Linked DNA regions of Arachis hypogaea: region 1 is linked to region 2. Evidence: chromatin contacts called from public Hi-C data. All regions are on one chromosome and are shown on one strand. Each heading gives the region's core, a stretch centred on a gene start, on an enhancer-like site or on the middle of the called end of the contact. The rest is flanking DNA. Distances are from core to core; before and after follow the strand shown.

Region 1 (6,784 bases), core at 1,078-3,577, 180 kb after region 2:
TTGCTACTGATCCTATCCGGTGATGTTTTGCCTCAACTGTTGTCCTTTTCCTCTATTTTACTTATCTCTAGGTTATGCAATTATGAGAATTTTATTGGAAGATTATATTTGATTGTGATTGTCTGATGATAGAATGATTATGATGAAGTTGGTTGAAACCTCTTGGAGGGTGGGTTAGAATTTTAGAATATTGTATTTGTTCTTTAATTTGTGATAATTGATGCTAATTAGAGTTAATTTGTGATCAATTAGCTCATACTCTTTTGTTTTGATTAAAGTTTTTAGATCACAACCATACATGATGTATACGCTTCAATTTAATTTTCAGGCACACACCATATGAGAAAGCTACATTCTCATTGTCACCAAACTTGAATGGTATCTTCTCTACCTTCAGGCCTCATGAATTGAATGATCATCACCATCACCTCATAAACACACATTTTTTAATTTTCAGGCTTTCTTCTCTCAGGCAATGTCCATTTTATTAATCTTCATTTCTTTCAAGTTCCACTAATCATCATAAAGCGACTTGAAAGAAGAAGAAACTAATAATCATAAAGAAAAGTTTAGTTGCATCAATGGAGGCTCCGTGATTGCATAGTATGTACGATATAATGGGGCCGAGAATGAAAATGTTTAGGCTTATTAGGAATAATGAAAGCTACCAAGTATAGATGCAATAATAATTGGTATTTGATCTTCCATGTTAGAATTTGTGGCTTGTTTTTTCTTTTTTGATTATGTTACTATGATCTCTTCCCATGATTCTGCAAAATTCCAACCCCCATAACTACAGCCTCTAATACTTCAAGTTGGTTTCATCAGCAGGTACACAATATAAGCTCTTTGGTAATTATGTGTTGAATCTGCTACTTGAATAAGTTGAAGATTACCAACATCATCTACTTGTATGAATCTGCTAAGCTTCCATCTTATCAAAGGTCTGTATGTCATTTGCAAACTTGTGAAAGCAAAGAGGAAGCCTCAAGTAGAGAAGACGAAACCACACAAAACCTCGTGATAACTCTAGCACTTTTTGCAATGTATTTGTACTTAAATGACATTTCTCATTTTTTACAATAATGTAATTGTACAACAAAGCGTAAGGAATAGTAATATAGAAGGGAGTCATTCAAATAAAGATGTCTAAAACGTCTTTTTTTAAAGATATTTTTTAATAATTAAAATTTAATATGTATAATTAATTAAACTTATTAATTTTTTTTAAAATTAGGCCAGACAAATTAATTTAATCGAAAAATGATAAACCAAAATTTGAACTAGCCTAAATTAATATTATTTTTTACAGAAAACGACTAAAATACACTTATTATAAAAAATGACTAAAATACTCTTATTATATATATTAATTTTGAAAACTCTAAATTCTAGTCCTTTTTTTCTCTGCCGTCATATCGTTAGGATTTAAAATTTTTAAAATTAATATATATATAGATATATAAATATAAAATAGGGATATTTTAGTTATTTTTTATAATAGAGATATTATAGTTATTTTTTATCAAAAAAATATTAATTTAGACCGGTTTAAAATTAATTTATTAGTTTTTTGGCTAAACTAATTTATTGTGTCTAATTTTAATAAAAATAACACAATTTAATCAATTATATGTGTTAAATTTTAATTATTAAAAAACATCTTTAAAAAAAGATATTTTTAATATCTTTATATAAGTGGCTCCCAATATAAAAATATTAGAGTTGTCTAATTTCTGCTAAGGCACAATTATTCATTGGATTTTTTACTTATAATAAAATTATATCAAATAAAAATTTTATAGAAAGTTTTTTTTTTCTGAAATTCGTTTGTTTTGATTTATTATTTTAGTTTTGAATTACACAATTTTAATTTAAAATTATAGAAATTGTGCAGAATTATAGAATTTTATTAACTAAGCAAAATTATAGAATTTGTACAAAAATGCACAATTAACTATGTGTAGAATTACAGAATATTAGTGTAGGATCACAAAATTAATGCAAACTTGTAGAATTTAATTTATTAAACACAGAAAGATTTGTAAAGAAGAAATAAATGAAAAAATCACTTAAAAATATATCTGTCTATTTAAAAAGAGATTTGATTTTTCTTTCTAAATATTATAAAATTAATTTTTTTAAATTTTTTTTGTACTAACAATCTTTTTTAATAATTAAATTTCGCTAGTGATCTTTTATAATAATTTTTCCATTTTTTTTATTTGTCAAAACAATTTGTTCATTTACAATAAAATTTTTTAAAAAAATTACTTGGCATAAAACTTATCAAAATTTAAAGATGAAAATATCTTATTTCTTTAATAATGTCTGAAAAAAATCGTATCAAAATTTGTAGTTTGAATTTTTTGAAATTATTTTTGTTAGTAATATAAATTTTTGATCATTACTAGAAATTAGATATTTACTAACACTTTTTATCTAACATTTTTAAAATATTAGCTATACTAATAAAATTATACTTTTAGTAACATTTGTAAAATAAATGTTAGGAGATATCATTTTTACTTTTAAAAAAAGGTAAAAATATACAGATGTTACCAAATTTCATTTTCCCCCAATTTCATAAAACCTAGAATTTCGAAGCTGGGTTCTCTTCATTTTCCTCCAATTTCACGCGTTTGAATGTCGTTCTCACTCCCACTCTCGAAGCTGTGAAACTACCTCTTGCTCCTCCTCTTCGAACTCTCGCTCCGCTTCTTCTAACTCTCGTTTCGCCTCTTCGATCTCACGGTTCGCAAATCGAAACCACAATCCGATGTTCTCATTCTCACTCCAGCTCGCGTTGTCTCGCCTCTGGTTCATCCTCTCGCGCCATCGTCTTCTCGCTTGCACCGCCGTCTTTCCGCCGGTTTCATCGTCTGCTCGTCCCACGGCCTGGTAAGTTCCAGTTCTCTTGTTTAATCTCTACGTAATAATTAATTTGATGTATAATTATTAGTTGATTTAAGTTTTTAATTGATTATTTAGTAGTTAGGTTTTGAATTTTAGGTTTTCATTTATCGATCTCGAAACATGTTTATTTGCTTATTAAGTTGTTAAAAACCATACATTATTAGGTTTTCATATCCTCTGTTTTCTATTTGTTTTTTCTTACTATGCTAGGATTCTAATTTCTAATTTCTGTTTTGTTTGATATTGTCAATTGGAAAAACTCATATATTGATTCTAGATGAAATTGTTGTATAGAGTAGTAATTAATTTGATACAAAATAAGAAGATTTAAAAAAGATTTTATGATAACAATTCTAGTTCAAATGAAATCAAACATGGTGGACTTGCTGTCAAACAGTGATAAGGTATGGTCTCTCACTCTTTCTCTAATTTATTTTCAATTTTTCCCCTTGAAAAATATCATATTAGGTATTTCTTTACTGGAATGTGGAAGAAAGAAAATATATCTTTTTGTTATATTTTTTCATTCTAACAAATGTCCTTCCGTTCTTGTTTGAGATCAATTAATTATTCTTGTTTAAAGCTGCTTCTGTTGTTATTCAAATCCTTCTGAATTTATTGTTTGTATTTACACTATTTTTCTGATGTACTGCTGCGATGAGTTCTGTTTTTTTAATTTTAGTAGACTATAGTTATGTTTTCTCCTCTTTTACCTCTTTAGTTTTGTTTGAATATTTTGACAAATAGAACTGGAATTTGTGTAATCTTAAATCCTCAATTTGATTGCTCTTGGCATAGAAGGACTCGTATATAGTTCTTTAAAATTAGACAATTTAATATCACTCTTAATCGGGTTTGCCTCTTTGTTAACTTTTTTTTCCTTCCAATTTTCCATTTCTATTTTTGTTAACCAATCTTTGCATAATGCTATAAGACTTGATTAATTAGTATGAGGGGATCAGAATGTCTATCTTATTCTTTCAATTTTTCAAAAAAAAATTTCAAATATTAAAGAGCTGAGTCCATGAAGGTGAATGAATGATAAAGTAATTAAACCTGTTGCTATACACAAATAATGTGAACAGTTGAGCTAATTATATATGTGCCATAGTTTGCTCATAGTCATTATTTTAAGCTACCTTTTAGAAGGTAATAATAGAAAGCTAATAAACTTTTTTTGTTATAGCAATTATGTTTTGCAGCCAAGCTAAACTGATAAATAATGCTTTAGTTTCTGTGATAAAAATAATGAAATATAGATGGAGATTTAGACTTGAGAGTACAGAAATTTAAAGATAAATGAATTGCAATAAAAAAATAATATTGTTGAAATATAATAGTATGAAATGAATTGTTGGCATGTAGCTAGTGGGATTTACACTCTTATATTTTACTAGAAAGAGGTTAATAGTGTAGTAACCCGTGAACCTATCTTTGGGCTATTTTGTCATGTTCTTTTCAACTTTGTATATTTATGTTGGTTCCTAAATTGATGGTACTTATTGTTCTCTATTATTCACTTTGATACTCTGCATTCTGCAATGTTTGAGTGATCAATTCATCAAGCATGTCCTGTGCACTCACCTTACCTCATCTTTACAACTCTACACTCAAAATCAAAATCATTCATTCCATGCTTGCAGCTTCTTGTAACTAACAAAAATTATTACTACATCCAGATTAATTGATAAATTTATTATCTAATATTTGCTCAACCTATTTAATTTCGGTTACTCCTTTCAAATTTTGCCACATAAGTTTTAGATTTTACACAGATTTTGTTTCTGAATTACCAAGTTAAGAGAGAGCTGGACTGATGAAGAACACAACAAATTTCTATAAGCTCTTCAGCTGTTAGTTTCTAATTTCTATAATTCTATTTTTATTTCTTATTTTCTTTCTTCTTTTATTAGGACAAAATAAAATTGCATTTGTATGTTCTTTAATGGTATTAATTTGAGAGCTGATCTCATCTACAAAATAATTGTGTAAATATTTCAAGGTTTTTAATACAGGGTTATAGTTTCCTAGCTCTGTTTATGTGTTTGTAACACTAATATAATATTTTTACTTAGAAAAAGTCACCAAGGAAGATTAACTTTGTGTAATTGTTATTACTTATTATTAGATGCATCATGCATGCTATTGTTTCTTGATTTTTCTAGTGATTGAACCCTTCTTCCTTTCTGACTACGCATTTCTCTTTTATTTAACTGTAATAAAATTATTATTTTTAATTTCCTGAATTGCTCAGTCACACCAAAAGTCACATAAGTTATTATGTGACTGGCAAAGAGAACGAGAACCCTGCTATTTTTACTGGAGATACATTCTTGAATGATAAAGTGGCCTTAATTTATTGTTAGACTTTTGTCTTTCTTTGGTTTATGTTTAGCTTTTGTAATAAGCTCCACTTTATTGTGTTGAACTCTTTTTTTCAAAAAAAAAAAACCCAAAAGAAGACCTTAATTTATTGTGTTGTTGCTTTTTGTAGTTCATTGCAGGCTGTGGGAGATTTTTTGAAGGAACTGCAGAACAGATGTATGAGTCACTCTGTGTAACACTAGGTTCATTACCAAAGCCAACCCTCGTTTACTGCGGCCATGAGGTAAAATAACACTAAAATCTGCGGCCATCAGTTCTTCATTAGATAGGTAAAAATTTAATGCTTCTACTTCTGTTTGAATTTTTGTTCATTCATTGAAAGTGCTGCTCTTTGATGTCGTGAATGGTGGAATGCTATTTTAATTTCCTCATAGTTGAATTTGAGAAATGCTGTGAATGCTATAATGCTGTGATGTTGTAGTGATGTCTATCTCTAACTGCTGCATTCAACTAGGAAAGTTATTAGATGTAGTTAATTTTCATTAAGGAAAGTTAATTGTTCTTTGGAAGTGTGATAATACAGGTGGGGGTTGATCTAGAACTCCTGAACTTCTCAGGAACAATAACAACAACAACAACAATAATAATAATAATAATAATAATAATAATAATAATAATAATAACAATAATAATAATAATAATAATAATAATAATAATAATAATAATAAGATTTGGTATATATTACAGAAGGAATTACCAATGGATTTTGTCTTTCTGTAAAAGCCTCGTCGGAAATTATTTATCGACGGATTTTTTTCTGTCGGAAAATTACCGACGAATTTTTACCAGTTACCGACGGATTTTTCCTCTGTAAATTCTCCATCCATTTCCCAAAGCCGACAAACTTTCCGACGGATTTTCCGTTTGTAATTACAGACAGATTTTTTGACGTATTTTTCCGTCTGTAATTACAGACGGATTTTTCGATAGATTTTCTGTCTGTAATTTAAATATTGGACAATCATCTCACACTCATATTACAGACAAAAAATCCGTTTGTAAATCCGTCAGTAAGCTAAAATAGATTTTTTTATTTTTCCAATTACAAAATAAACTTGTTTTCATACAAAATAAATATAAATTTAATATAAATTTTTATCTAATTTGTATTCGAATATTTATAATATTACAAAAATAAACAAATTCATCGTTTTATAAAATTAAAAGAAAATTATTATAAACAAGCAAGTCAATATAATTCAAAACATAAACAGAGTGTATTATCAACTATAATCGTCAGTATATTGTTCAACCATACTAAATTTTACATAATTTTACATATATTACAGAAAGATTAACTGAATTCTTTCTCAAATATTGGACATGAATCAGCATCCATCAACCATATGTGCATGAATTCTTCTTGAACCTGATAGGTTTGATTCAGAAGAGTTGATCACCAAAGGGAAAGTAATTTCCTTATGGTGCTTTGTTTGACATGCCAGAGCCTTCAGCAGCAAAATAAAAAATAAGCATTGAGAAG
Region 2 (7,337 bases), core at 3,783-6,282:
GATGGAAGGCAGAACGACGATGGCAAGGCATGAATGGCGGTGACTCTGGGCACTGGGCAGCAACCCGTCCTTCGCAAGTTCTCCCTCTCTGTGCAAGCTCTCTCTTCTCGACAGCACAGCGGCGACTCTCTCCTCTAGGCTTGACAGTTCGACGGCGGCGGAACGGGCTGGACGCGGCGACAACAAGCCAGCGACGCTCTTCTCTTTTCCTCCCTCGGTGATCTCTGCGTGGGTGAGTTTGTTGTGAAGTGTGTGTTACGTCTAAAGGGAAAATTAGGGGTTTTTTTGGTTTAATTTGAGAATTTTTGGATTTAGGATTAGAAATTAAAAATTTTATAAAAAAATAAAGATAAATATGAATAGATATTTTGATAAAATTAGAAGGTAGAGTAATTTTAAAATTAAATATATTTTATTAAAAATATTTAAAAATATTATTTATCAGCATATTATTAAGTTTAATTAATTATTTTTAATTTAAATTATAAAATAAAAATATAAAATAACCAATTATAATAAAATTTACCAAAATATTAATTAATTTAACTCTAAATATTCATAAAAATAATTTAGTTACTTTATATTAATTTCTAAAAATAAAGAATTCAAATTAATAAAATAAATCATAATTTATTCATAATAGAAATTATTTAAATTAAACTATATAACTCTTCCATTAATGAATTTTAATCTCTATCACGCAAAATATTAAATTATAATAAAATTACATAAGAATCTTGATTAATATAAAAATCAGCCAAATAGATGCTTTGCATAATTTTTGTATTTTATGATAAACAAATAACTTGTTACAAACAATATTAAATTTTGTGACAAATTAATTTTTTGTTACAAAATAATTAGAGTTTTTTAAACAAATGGATATTTTGTTACAAAATATTTTAAACTTTTGCAATAACTTCATCTTTTGTTATAAAATATTATAAAATTTTGCAACAAAATACCAATTCGTTACAAAAGTTAATATAATTTGTAAAAAAAAAATTAAGCCGTTACAAAATAACAAAATATTTTGTAACAAATTATATTATTGTTACAAAACATTATTATTATGTAACAATTACTAATTTTTGTTACAAAAAAAATAATTTTTTGTAACAATTTTAAATTTGTTACAAAGTTTTTGTTACAAATGTTTCATTTTCTTGTAGTGGCATTGTATGAGAATTGTTAATTGGTTTGGTTTCCCTTTGACTCTAAGTGACCCATTAGTGTTGACTAGGACTTAGGGATTGGAATCAATTATGCCCTTTTGACTAATTCTCAAGTAGGATTGACTAATTGGGATAAATTTCACACAATTGCCATGTTTGTGGTTCATAACTAGGATAGAAATTCTAAATTTCTCAATGCTCACCAAGGGCCCCTTTTAGTATTTAAATTCCATTTTCATGACTTTTACTTGCTTTCCTTTAATTCTTTGCATGCTTGTTTCACTCCTTGCCATTTACATTCCTTGCATGATTATTTGCTTCATTACTATTTACATTTCCTGCTCTCTTGCGTTCCCAATCTCCATGCTCTCACATAGCCAATAGATGTACATTTCATTGCAACTCTTAGGTAAGACGAGCCGAGATTTAATTACTCTCGGTTATTTTGATTTGAATTTAATATTTGATTGATGTTCAATTGTTGGATTTGGACTATACTTGTAACTAACAATCTCTAATTTTAGTTTGAAAATTCGAACCTATGCTTTTGGGCGTCTTGTCAAAGATTTTCTGTAATAAGTTACCTGATGCATTGAGGCCAAGGGCAGCTCCTATTTTTTTAGGTTTAATTTTCAACGAACCGTGCCTTGTGTCCAATTTGTTTTTGTCCAAATTAAAGGAATTAGCCAACTCCTTCAACAGATTGTATGGCACATTAATCAGCGGGATGTGCATCAGACCACCAAATCTTAATTCCCGAATGATGGACTTCTTCGCCTCGCTCTTTTTTTTTTCAAACTTTTCATTCAATAGTCGCGTGGAGCATCTCAAAAAATTCTTGGTTTGCTGTAAACAAAACAAAATGAGAGTCATTTAAATAAGCTGTATTTATACTAGGGTGTGTGCTTACATTGTATTTTTTTCCATCTTCGCTCTTACTTATCATTTTTACTGTAAGAAATAAAAAATATTTTTAATAGATAAAAATACCAGCCAAATATACCCAAATATCAGCCGAATATACGCAAATACCATCAATATACACCCAAATAACTGCCAAATACACCCAAATACCAGCTTAAGTACAAGTACAATAGCACCAGTTATACTTGAATACTCTTGATATATATACCAGACACATACACCTGTATTTATTTTTGGATTACATGACATTATATGAGTTTAAAATGATATTTAAGTTCAAAATATCACTAGAAGCACCAATCACATTCGAATTTGATTGATATACACCCAATATGAGTTCACTTGAAATGCAATACAAAGTTTATATGTATACAAATTCACTTCAAAACATGCAAACATGCACAAAAACATATAAAAAAAATACGTAAACCATTCACTAAAAGTACGAAAATAGTATAACCGTCTTGAATAGTTTCACCAGAAGCGTAATATCTACTTTAAAGCAAGAATATATAATGAATCTACTTAATAAAAGAGAAATACGATGATATAATACTTTGCTTTAGCTTCGAAATCAGAAAGAGAAATCTGAGAAACCTAGAAGATTATTGAAACAGTACCTTGAATAATGTTTCTTCTTTTTTTGGTGTTTTTTTTATGGCGATTTTGATATTTGCTTGTTGATTTCGTCGAGTGTTGGCGATAAGTTTAAAAGTTTTTTCAGAGTTTTCAAATGTGCCTTGAATCTTGATGGTTGTAGATTTGATCGAGGAAGAAGAAGAGTCGTTCATAATGGTGAGTAGCGCGCTTTGGAAACGGTTGAGTAATGCGCACATTTAACACACTTGAGTTGGGTGAGAGTAGTTTTAGTTAGACTTAACCCAACTTGTAAATAAAAAAAATTTATATGTATAATAACTCATAATAAATGATATTATCAGTGATAATTACTAATTTAATAACCAAATAATCATAACTTTAACATTATTTATAATCTAGTCATCATATAATTATCATTTACTTTTTAATAGAAGATAAGTTTAGAATCTAAATTACTTTATTATTTAATATATTTTTTATATTGACTTGAACCTCAAAAAACTTTTTACAAATACTTACCTTCTATGTTGTTGGAAATCTGAACTATAATTTATCTAAAAGATACTAGTGCATTTCAGAATTATGGAACTAATATACCTGAGAAATTTATCTACACAGGAACAATTATTATCAATTAATTATTAACTTAGTTAATTATTATATTGTTTTATTTTAAACATGATGAGAAGCATCCGAATGGCAGAATATGAAGTCAAATTAGCGCCGACTCTTTAGAGACCCATGTTTCCACTTGTGGATCCCAACAAGAATCGCACATGTATCGGGAACAACATAAATAAATAGAGGCCTGCAATTGAGATCAAGAGTTATCACTTATCATGCTCCTGCAAATGCAATTAGAGTCAAAGATCATGCGTGGTACTATTACTAAATACGAATCCATACATCCAATGAAATTGTCACTTAAATATTCCCTATTAATGTTTTAATTTGAAGATCAACTCTCGTCTAAACGGCAACGCTCTATCATCCTCCACTTATCACCTAATAAAGTAAAGTAAAAGTATCACACCTCATTTGATTGTATATGAAAAAGGATCTTCAATTGGGATTGTGAACCAATAAAAAAAGTCTTCCGTTGAGGTGTGAACCAATAAAAAAGTCTTTAGTAAGATAGAGAATCAATTAACAAAGTCAATTAAAGACAGTACTAACTGCTAGTAATAACTCTAGATCACATTTTATCACATTTCCAAGTTTTCATACACATAATAAGAAAAGAATATTCCATCCAAATATTTAAAGAAAAGAAATAATTAAGGACTAATTTTTAATTAAAATTACATATTATAAATTTAATTTTAACATATTAACCATATAAAATATTTTAATTAGTACAAAAATTTAATAAAAATAGTGCATTGGTCAGACAGAAACGGTGAGACTCAACAAAAAAATTTGAGTCGAAACAATAAAAAATATGTAAAAAATAAGTACTTTTGAGAAAAATATAGGATAATTACTTAGTGATCAAAATACAGTAAAAACGTGGATGATTTGAAGAGTAAGTCAAGCAAAGAATGTGAAAAAAGGATAACTGCTTGCACAGCTTGGATTTATCTCTATAAATATAGGAGTCCAAAAGATTATGAAGGAACTTCAACTTCTAACATTTCAAACTAAACAAAAAACACTCAAAATTTCAAAGTCACATAGACGTTAAAACATAGAATGCAAGTACATATGAATATTTAAATTTAATTTATTTTTCTTTATTTCATTACTTTAGTTTATTTATTCACTTAAAATCTTAACTTTGTTTATTGTTTTAATTTGTTATTTTGAACAATTTCTTTTGAATTTTTAAGTTCATTCGTTATAGTTATTTCCTTTTAAGTTATATTCAATTATATTGTTTCATTACAAATTTGTTCGAATTTAATTAACGTCATTTGTAAACTTCGTTATTGCAATACAATTTCGACATTAAATTAATAAGTCTTGAATCGAAGTCATTTTTTTAGATAAATCATATCTATTTTTTTAATTGAGATCTTTTGATATAAATTTGATCAAGTCGAGAATCAAAAAAAAAAAAAAATAATAAACCAAACGTATCTTTTTGAATAATTATTTATATCATTAATATAAAAGAATTATTTATTTGACGTAAAATGATGTAATTAAATATGTAAAACTATTTTATGGTGATACTATATTGAAATTAAATTCTTCTAACATTTTTTTTAACATATGATTTGGTCTGATATAAAGTGAATATAAACGTAAGTGCATTTTTTTTCTACATGATTGATTTGATCTGTTCTAATTTGTAAAGTGAATATGAATGTAAGTGGATCCAATGTATACCTTATAAGTGTACATTTCTGTGATTAAACACCGACACTCCCCACCTTAGCTTGAGCTGGAGGCAGGGCTTCAAAGCCTATCCATAAACAAATTCTCTCCAAAGTCCAAAAGGGTCCACCCATTGCAAAAGAGGGGAAACCTCCCTTTATTATTCCCTCCAATTGGGGTCCCACAAATCCTCATCCAACGGCCACAAACCCAAATCTGAATAGCAACACGTTCCCCTCCCACACACTTTCGTCCCTGTCACCCCACCAATTACCAATCCCAATCCTCCATTCCACTTGCTTGGCAATACAAAATTCAGATCTAAACATAAACAAACACCAAACTCTGCCATATGTTATAGCATCACCAGAATCACAAAGACACCAAACCCACTGGCAAAATGGTGGAGGCACAGACATGGACAACCAGAAGGATGAGCAATCCGAGGTTGTTGGACAACTCATCCACCAACAACAATCCCGACCAAGTACTGGACATCCCGGCGACACCGCCATCGGAAGCAAGAAACAACCACCTAAACGGCCTAAAAAGTGGCATCGCCACCACCACCTCCATGTCCCCAACGATCCTAACTGCAATCATAATTGCGTCGTGGTACTTCTCCAACATCGGCGTCCTCCTCCTCAACAAGTACCTCCTCAGCTTCTATGGTTACCGCTACCCAATCTTTCTCACCATGCTCCATATGCTATCCTGCTCCGCTTACAGCTACGCGTCCATTAACTTCCTGGAGCTCGTTCCTCCTCAGCACATCCACTCCAAGAAGCAGTTCCTTAAGATCCTCGCACTCAGCGCCATCTTCTGCTTCTCTGTTGTCTGCGGCAACACCTCCCTCAGGTATATTTTCTTAAAGAAAGAGCTGGAAGCATAATAGACTATCCGTATATATTGTATTGGATTCAGAGTTCAATAACTCAATATTCGTTCAATATAGGTACATTCCTGTGTCTTTCAACCAAGCAATAGGAGCAACCACCCCGTTCTTCACAGCCATCTTCTCTTTCATCATAACCTGCAAGAAAGAAACCGGTGAAGTATACGTCGCACTCTTGCCTGTTGTTCTTGGCATCGTAGTCGCCAGCAACAGCGAGCCTCTCTTCCACTTGTTCGGCTTCTTGGTTTGCGTGGGTTCAACCGCGGGTCGAGCACTCAAATCGGTGGTCCAGGGAATCCTCTTAAGTTCAGAAGGCGAAAAGCTTCACTCCATGAACCTTCTTCTATACATGGCTCCAATGGCGGCCATGATATTGCTGCCATTTACTCTCTACATCGAAGGGAACGTTTTCAGTGTGACGATTGAGAAGGCGAAGGAGGATCCGTATATGGTGTTCTTGTTGCTTGGGAATGCCACGGTTGCGTATTTGGTGAATTTGACGAATTTCTTGGTCACGAAGCACACCAGTGCCTTGACTTTACAAGTGTTGGGAAACGCCAAAGCTGCGGTTGCGGCGGTTGTTTCTGTTTTGATATTCAGGAATCCTGTCACGGTTATGGGGATGGCGGGCTTTGGAATAACCGTTATGGGGGTCGTTCTCTACAGTGAGGCTAAGAAGAGATCCAAACTCACAACACATTGACACATAATACTTAATTTTTTCCCCTTTTGGATACTTGAAAAAAAAAATAAAAGAAAATATCTGTGTGACTCCTGTTATGCAAATATTTTATTGATCACTTTGATTGCATTGTATTACTTGTTAAATCTCGTTATATAAGGACTGTATAGGAAAAGGAAGGGAAGAAAGGAATGGAAGAGGAGTGTAAGCTTGTAAAATTGTCCATGCCCTATTTGGCAGCATACATAAACGATTCATTCATGAAGATCTTTATGTGTAATTTGGTGAGGGAGGAGAATTCTCCCTCGCTTCATTTTGTCAATAACATCATCTGTTGTTTCAATTTTGTCCTTTTTATTCTGCTGTTACTTGCATGCTTTTCTTTTTATGTATGAATTGTGTGGTTTTCTTTATAATTGATCTGCATCTCATCACAATTCATTTAAATGCCACTGATCATATGCTGCCAAGTTCTTATAATTTGTGTGGTGATTTCTCCTCTTTCACATTTAAAAGTACTTATTTCAGAATAGTTATGAGGAATCACATTACAGGGAACTTTGAAATCGGTGATATAGAATATCTTGGTTTGTGTTAAGAATATCAACTCTTTTGGAGGACTTGATTTCTCTGCATATAGAAGAGCCATCATCAGCAAGGGTTCAATTGAAATACTACCAAACATGGTGGGGGGAATCAATTTATTTAATTGATTGAGTTGCTATCTGAAAGTATAGTTTTT

What was found. A called contact is a pair of places that touch in the nucleus more often than the background predicts.
Region 1: a Hi-C map of leaf shows a contact between it and region 2, with 2.4 times the contacts expected there. The contact joins the promoter of LOC112803380 here to the promoter of LOC112803330 in region 2. A contact is called at or near these places in 2 of 8 Hi-C or Micro-C datasets (both in leaf).

Annotation. Positions count from the first base shown.
Region 1 is chr1:45,721,271-45,728,054 of arahy.Tifrunner.gnm2.J5K5, forward strand. It overlaps LOC112803380, which reads left to right and starts at 2,328. Exons shown (of 5, transcript XM_072229051.1): 1 at 2,328-2,343; 2 at 2,608-2,901; 3 at 3,274-3,320; 4 at 5,411-5,524; 5 at 6,591-6,784. The coding sequence starts at 2,328. The coding sequence ends at 6,599. It overlaps LOC112803337 (a long non-coding RNA gene), which reads left to right. Exons shown (of 3, transcript XR_003202665.2): 1 at 1-19; 2 at 329-378; 3 at 829-1,144. It overlaps LOC112803343 (vacuolar protein sorting-associated protein 25), which reads right to left. Exons shown (of 12, transcript XM_072198176.1): 12 at 6,452-6,784.
Region 2 is chr1:45,539,537-45,546,873 of arahy.Tifrunner.gnm2.J5K5, forward strand. It overlaps LOC112803330 (probable sugar phosphate/phosphate translocator At1g12500), which reads left to right and starts at 5,033. Exons shown (of 2, transcript XM_025846833.3): 1 at 5,033-5,876; 2 at 5,974-6,938. The coding sequence starts at 5,419. The coding sequence ends at 6,616.